2 separate regions of the Mus musculus genome follow, and region 1 is linked to region 2. Evidence: chromatin contacts called from public HiChIP or PLAC-seq data. All regions are on one chromosome and are shown on one strand. Each heading gives the region's core, a stretch centred on a gene start, on an enhancer-like site or on the middle of the called end of the contact. The rest is flanking DNA. Distances are from core to core; before and after follow the strand shown. Region 1 has its middle 9.4 kb from the start of Clec5a. Region 2 holds the start of Ssbp1 (single-stranded DNA binding protein 1).

Region 1 (3,535 bases), core at 294-2,793, 120 kb after region 2:
CTCATGGCAAAACAAAACAAAGTGAACAAAAACCAAAACACACAAAGCAAAGTGGGTTAAGATATAACTGGGTCTCTGTAAAATCAGAAGGCAAATCAAACTAGGCCTCTGGTCTCTGCTCACTCCTGTGTGTGCAAAGCATCATGACAGGGAGCATGGTCATAAGGATCGGATGGACTTCATGAACTAGAGCCTTTTCTCAGATTAAGTTAGAAAGGGCTCAGGAATGGATATCTATGGGTCTAGAATGAGCTATTAAATATGGTAAAGGGCAGGATACTAGTGGTATGTAAGGACAAACAGCCACCCTTAGGCAGGATATGTGGTAAGGGAAAACAAACAAACAAACAAACAAACAACAACAACAAAAAAAAAAACAGAAAGAAACAAAGAAAAAAAATACATGAAAACCCAACTCTCCCTGTAATCTCTCATTCACCTGATCTTCTCAAGACTTTATGGCCTCATGTTATTTTTGTTGTTGGAATTATGTTTGTGTGGCTATCTTCTTTTGGGTTTCTTGGAAGAAGATTGTTTTCTAGCTTTTGGTGAGGTAACCCAGTCACAAAAGAACACACACGGTATACTGATAAGTGAACATTAGCCCAAAGCTTGGAATACAAGAAGAAGGAAGAACAAAGTGTGGATGCTTCAGTCCTTCTTAGAAGGGCAAAAAATACCCAAGGGAGGAAATATGGAGACAAAGTGTGGAGCAGAGACTGAAGGAAAAGTCATCTGGAGACTGCCCCACTTAGGGATCCATCCTATATTCAGTCATCAAACCCAGACACTACTGCAGATGCCAAGAAGTGTTTGCTGACAGGTCCCTGATATAGCTGTCTCCTGAGAGGCTCTGCCAGAGCCTGACAAATACAGAGGCATATGTTCTTAGCCAACCATTGGACTGAGCACGGGATCCCCAGTGGAGGAGTTAGAGAAAGGAATGAAGGAGCTGAAGGGGTTTGCAACCCATAGGAAGAACAGCAGTATCATCCCAGGAACTAAACCACCAACCAAAGAGTACAGATGGAGGGACCCATGGCTCCAGCTGCATAGTAGCAAAGGATGGCTTTGTCAGACATCAATGGAAGGAGAGGCCATTGGTCCTGTGAAGGCTTGATGCCCCCCAGTGTAGGGGAATTGCAGGAGTGGGTGAGCAGGTGGGGGAGCACCCTAATAGAAGCAGGGAGAGGGAGGGTGGGACAGGGGTTTTCCAGAGGGGAAACTGGGAAAGGGAATAACATTTGAAATGTAAATAAATAAAATATACAACAACAATAATAATAATTATAATGGCCTCTTCCAACATTGCCAATATTTTCCTTCTGCCTTTATAACCTAACCCCAAACCTACATTTGTAAAGACAAATTTCTTTTGATTATGAGTCCAGTTTTAGATCTGACATCTAATGTGAATCAGGCACTCCTCGTTTCTAAACCTGGATCTGCTGTCAACCCTGTTGTAGTAAGTCCTAAGGTACACTAGCATTTCCTCAAAGCTGGAGGGAAGAAACCTCTTTCAACTTCTTCGTTTCTTACTGATGATTGCATCATAGCAGCACCCAGCAATGAATCAGCCATGCTAATTCCTTCTCTGCTGACCACTCTCTAGACACTAGATGATGATGCATTTCCAAAGCATTCTTAGATCTTTCCTTTCTTTTTATTTGATGTATTTATTTATTTATTTTCCATTCCATGTTTTATCCCCCACTCCCATTCTCCCTTTGACTGTTCCACATCCCACACTTCCTCCTCACCCCCTGTCTCCATGTGGAGGTCCCCACCCCTGACCCCACCTGACCTCTAAACTCCCTGGGGCTTCTAGTCTCTTGAGGGTTAGGTGCATCATCTCTGAATGAACACAGACCGGACAGTCATCTACTACTTCTCTATTTCCACTCCCACATCCTGAAACAGGAAATTTGTCTCTTTTGATTATGACTGAGGTGCAAATGACCAAACACTTTGCCTTCACTCTTTCAAACTAATCCCACACAACATTGTCATGTGAGTCTTTATAAAATAATTGTCATAATAATGTCACTTCATTATCTTAGGTTCTGTGATAACCACTAATATGAGAAGTCTCAGTTAAACATTGGCTTTGCTCATTCATCTAAACCTTTTATTCCACATCATTTATGTAAATTCTAATCCAAACTATTGTCACATGTTTTGCTTATGCTAATATTTGGACACCTAATTAAATGCACCCTATCATTATTTTATTGTTGTCTGTAAGTATGTATATATTTCTGAGCTAAAAATCAAGTACTGACTGTGTCTGATTAGTCTCTGTGCCCAGTGAGGGCCAAACTGGAGTCCCTCTGCCCACTCAGTTACAATTCTGCCATTGCACCATCCCTTCCTTAAGGTTTTCCTAGTAAATGCCTGAGGACATAAAGTTTGAGATGGGGATAGATACACTGAGACATTTTCTCTTAAGAATCTTTTAAAGAGGCCTAGAAAGAAAAAGTAAGTTTCATGACTGAGAACAACCCCCATGTGAGTGATGGTAAAACAGAAGACAAAGTCAATGTTGTTATCTTTTCAAATCCTTGAGTAATTCAGTTTTAATTCTTCACTGAATTGAAGATCAAGATGATGCAACAATTTGTGTTGGAGAGAATAGTCTAGACTCATACAATGGGTAAATCATCAGAATAAGCCATCTTTGAGGTCAGTTCAGCCTATATACATTAAGACTTTTGTACTGAATTGGCTAGGGATACTGCTCAGAAGTAAAACATTTTTAAAGCTCATGTGAGGCCTGGGTTTGGTCATCAAGACTTTATTAACTCAGGTTGTAGATCCAGGAAGGTCATCAAACTCTAGAGTGGATCTATACAAAGGAACTCATATCTACACAGTTCATGGTCAAGTTGCTGAAAACTAAATTATTTTGAAGACAGCTATTACATTACAAGCAGGAAGGCAGAAGATCCAAAAGTCCTCTAGGCTGAAAAACAGTGAAAAGATGACTTTATAGTGATGAAGAAAAAGTAAGCATGCTTACTTGTTTTTTATCAGTAATTTATATATTTTTATTCATTTACATCCTGATCATAGCCCCCTTCCCTCCTTTCCTCCCAGTCCTGCCATTAGAAATCCCTCCTCATTACCACCTCCCATTCTCCTTAGAGAAGGGGACACATCCTTGGGTACCACCCCACCCTGGGACATCTAAGTCCCAGTAGGATTGGAAATATCCTTTCCCTCTGAGGCCCAACCAGGTAGTCCAAGTAGGAGAAGGGGACTCAATAGCAGGCAACAGAGTCAGAGATAGACCCCAATCTAATTTTTAGGGTACTCACATGAAGACCAAGCTGCATATCTACTACATATGTGTAGTGGGCCTAAGTTCGGCCCATGCATGCTCTTTGGTTGGTGCTTCAGTTTTTGTGAGCAACCCTGGGCCCAGTTGTCTCTGTAATTCTTTTTATGGTGCCCTTGACCCTCCAGCTTTCTCAATCCTGTTCCCACTCTTCTTCATGACTCCCTGAGCTCTGTCTGATGTTTTGCTCTGGGCCTC
Region 2 (3,825 bases), core at 348-2,847:
TTGTTTTTCCTTTGTCTTGCCTCCAAAGCTCATAAAGAGGAAACCATTGAACTAATGTAGCAGGTGGGATGTCTTCTTATTACTAGGGTGTGTGTGTGTGTCCCTGTCCAATTCAGTGCCTCGTTATTTCAGGAAATCAACTTTGTAAAGGTAAAAGTACAGGGAAGTAAACATCTATAAAGGCGTCACTAGTGAGCCAGACAATAATTCAGACCCCCCCCCCTCCTAAAATCAGAAAGAATGGACCTTAGGAGGCAGTGTGTCTGTTTGAATGGTTTGGAGTTCCCTTCTGTCTAACACTGGAGCCCCACTGAATCTTGTTGCCTTGGGTTCCTTAATTTGTAGGATTCATAAGTGCGTTACTTCACTAGGGCCAGGATTAGGGTAAACAACATAGGATTTAGAGGAGCAAAAGAAAGTCAGCAATCAAAAGAAAAGATGTCTCAATGCAGTATTTTGGAAATGTTAAAACTAAGAAATTTTACTATGAACATGATATTACCAAATACAAGATCAACAAGCTTAAGTTACTTGAGATTGTTTAAGACTGTCACTGAGTGCTGGATGTGATGGCACATGCCTTTAATCACAGCACTAGGGAGGTAGATGCAGCAAGGGGAATCTCTGGGAGTTAGAGACAAGCCTGGTCTGGTCTACATGAGATCCAAGTTTCAGGCCAGCCAGGGATACACAGCGAGACAGTGTCTTTTTTCTTTTCTCTTTCTCTCTCTCTCTCTCTCTCTCTCTCTCTCTCTCTCTCTCTCTCTTTCTTTCTTTTAAGCTTTTCCATCTAGAATAACTGCCAAAGATGTAGAATTGAAACACAAAATGAAAAAAAAAAATCTAAAAAATACTGATCAGTTTCTTTCTATAAAAGTAAAATCTTAATTACACTTTGCTTTAAAATAAAGCAACGTTTTGACTTTTAACACTTCTTCAAAATGTTTTGGAATTTCATAAACTTTTAATGTTTTAGGGAAAACATATATACAAATACATAATATAAGGGCGCATTTCTCTTGTGCCTTAGGCACAGTTTGGGACCGGTACTTAATAAAGATGTTAAAAATTTTGCTCCTCACGTGTTTCTTGAATTTTTTGACTTAACATGTTAACATATCTAGATCACCGAGGTTTTGACAGCAATTAATTCTTCAGTCTTACTGCATTAGGAGACTTGTGTCGGTTTTAGTTCCTCCAGGGGCTCAAATATGTTTTATTTCACCTACCTCACTCCCTTTCCCAGGCTGGGAACATCAAATAATTTCAATTTAGGGCTGGGAATAGAGTTCTGGCCAGAGTTTGGTTAGCCAGTGCGGGGCCACTACCGGAGCGAGGGTGGAGATCAGGAAAAACAAAACAAAACAAAAAACCCCAACAACCAAACTAAACCAAACCAAACAACAAAAAAACAAAACCAAAATCGTAAAACTACCCACAGGTGGCATCGTTGATCCGCCCACTTCCGCCTGGACAGAAGTTCCTGGCACTTCTAAATTGAGGGGTCGTGTTTCCGGCGACATCAGCCGGCGGCATTTCAACGACGCACTTCAGAGATTTCCTGTCTTTCCTTGCATCTCGCGAGCTTTGCGGGCTCCGTGCGCCGGAAGCGAGCCGCTGGCGGTCGGGCTCTGCGTGTCCGGTGAGGGAGGGGAGAAGGCTGGCACGAAGTTGTGTTTCCCGAGTGCACGGGCGCGTGCGGGGCTCGGGAGGAGTTGTGCGGCTCCTCGCTGGAGTCCGAGTGTCCCCCGCCGTTCCCTGTGCTGCTCGCGAGCGCCACTTTGGGGGAAGAGCAGCCTCTTGCCCCCGCGGCGAGGCTGGGGAGCCGGGCTTACTCAGCGCTAACGGGGACGAAGGCACTGATTTGCGTCCTTTCGGAGTAGCGTTTACTGTGCCCGCACTGTTTGTAGAGACAGTTTTAGGGGTCTAGAATAACAGAACAAGTTGGAAAAAAAAATGTCCGAGACAACTTCTATTGTAAAGAAATCTAGCAGACAATGGATTGCAAGTGAGAACAGGTTTTTCCCCTCTTTTCTGCTGGTTGAGACCCAGAACCACAGAGTTTCTTTTGTCTCGCTCAGTTTTTGTTTTCAAAAAGAAAGGAACTCCCCACACGTGCAAAAAATGCGGTTGCAAATTGGGTGCACGAGAAGCTGGACGCGCTTAGGATTTAGGACTAGAGAGCATGTGTGTTCTTGATGGATACTGTAGTTTCTTGATTTATCATTTTTCTCTTTTCTTTCTTTCCTTTAGGAAAAGCCTAAAGATTAGGTTGTAAGAAAAACAGAAGCCATGTTTCGAAGACCTGTGTTACAGGTAGTCACTTTTCTACATTAGTGAGTGCTCCAACCGTGTTTCCATAGTCTATAGCCATGTTTTGTTTTGTTGCTTTTCGATTTTGCATACATAAGCACGAGATTCTTACGCCTATCCAGCGTGTTCTATGTGTTTATTTGATGTGGGAGATTCAGAAGGGATTTTGTGTGTGTGTGTGTTTATGTGTGTGTGAAGCTCATAATGTTTACTGAATCAAAAATGATTTTTAAAGTGTATTCGCATATGTAGTACACCTCATGAATTTAATTTAGTAAATATTTGTTACCAGTGCTTAGATCAGAGTATTCATTTAATTATGTAAGTTATTATTATCATTTTTGTTTTGCTGTTTTTGAGACAGCCACTCATAGTTAAGACTATCTTGAGACTCACTGTTAGGCTGAGATGACCAAGAACCTTCCTCCTCCTGCTTCTACTTTGTCACCGATGGTATTTCAGGCCTGCCCCATCGCACCTGATTTCTTCTAACCTTGTCCCATATGGCTCTGGTCTTTTATGACCTTCTGGCCCCTCTCCTCCCCACTCCCATCTTGCTATCCAGAGAGCAGAGCTCACTTCTTGCCACAAATTCATGACCATTCTGCAATCTAGTCGGGTGTCCTCTACTCTAGCCAGCCTTAAGCAGGCCTTAATTACCATTTTTCCTCAGTGTGGCACGTGGGTACCAAGTCTTGTAAATTCTCCTAATGTAAAATCTATTACTTTTCTTCTCCTCTTAAGACTAATGAGTCAAATTCGTTATAAAAGTCTGTTGTCTTCCCCATCCTACTCTTAAGTTGGTCTATCCTTAGCTCCTTACTGTAATCCACACATACTCTGAGCCTTTTAAAATTGAAGTTATACTATAGTATCTTTTTAAACCAAATGGGAAGTAAGTTTGCATTTTGAGGGTATTGAAATAATCCTCTCCCTATTTCTTCTTTTCTACTAGATTATGTGTATGTTCCTAAGATGAGGCATATTGTTATTTTATAACATTTAATGAACACTGGCTCTTCTGAATCTGTCACATTAGTATTTTCTGTGATCGTGACAAAGGAACTGAGTAGCATTTTGGTCCTGTATCGTGTAACATCTTATTCTTATATTTATTCTTAGTGATAGTATATAGCTAAAATCACTCCAGGAAAAGGTGTTCATTTGAGTGGTATGGAGAGAGAAGGCCGGTATTAAAAGACCAGGGAAGGAAAGAGGTCCCAATTGGAATTTTTAAAAAGCTAGGTTTAGAAATCATAATGTGGTAACCTGTCACCTCAGAGTTGTAGCCTGTCTCTGCCTTCATTTGCATGGAGAAGTTGCATAACTGGAAATTACGAACACAGCAGCTCTCACGGACCAGTTGAAATGACCCTTCTTATATGGTAGAATGTCCTTGAAAGTGAGTGTGAGAAGTTCTAACTCTCTAACTCACTAACAGTGAGAGTGACAGACAAAAACAGCATCACCCTCAGCCACTGCCTGAAGCCTGCAGTGCCCGCAGGTCCTAAA

What was found. HiChIP or PLAC-seq counts read pairs in DNA pulled down with a chosen protein or histone mark.
Region 1: an H3K27ac HiChIP or PLAC-seq map of microglia shows a contact between it and region 2, with 4 times the contacts expected there. The contact joins the enhancer-like site here to the promoter of Ssbp1 in region 2. A contact is called at or near these places in 3 of 39 promoter capture datasets (the C10 cell line, macrophages and neutrophils), 1 of 484 Hi-C or Micro-C datasets (erythroblasts), 6 of 115 datasets of contacts at active chromatin or transcription factors (the HPC-7 cell line, bone marrow-derived dendritic cells, bone marrow-derived macrophages and 2 more) and 3 of 9 other capture datasets (adipose tissue, liver and pancreatic islet).

What each region holds. Positions count from the first base shown.
Region 1 is chr6:40,593,453-40,596,987 of GRCm38.p6, forward strand. No RefSeq gene overlaps it. Among named protein-coding and RNA genes, the nearest start is that of Clec5a, 9.4 kb to the left of the region's middle. Within about 2 kb of position 1,544, at least 49 of the 459 cell types and tissues checked have an H3K27ac peak or open chromatin away from gene starts, as enhancers often do. A contact at or near this core is called in the HPC-7 cell line, bone marrow-derived macrophages, erythroblasts and 3 more, where this site is marked.
Region 2 is chr6:40,469,818-40,473,642 of GRCm38.p6, forward strand. It overlaps Ssbp1 (single-stranded DNA binding protein 1), which reads left to right and starts at 1,598. Exons shown (of 6, transcript NM_028358.2): 1 at 1,598-1,642; 2 at 2,254-2,316. The coding sequence starts at 2,293.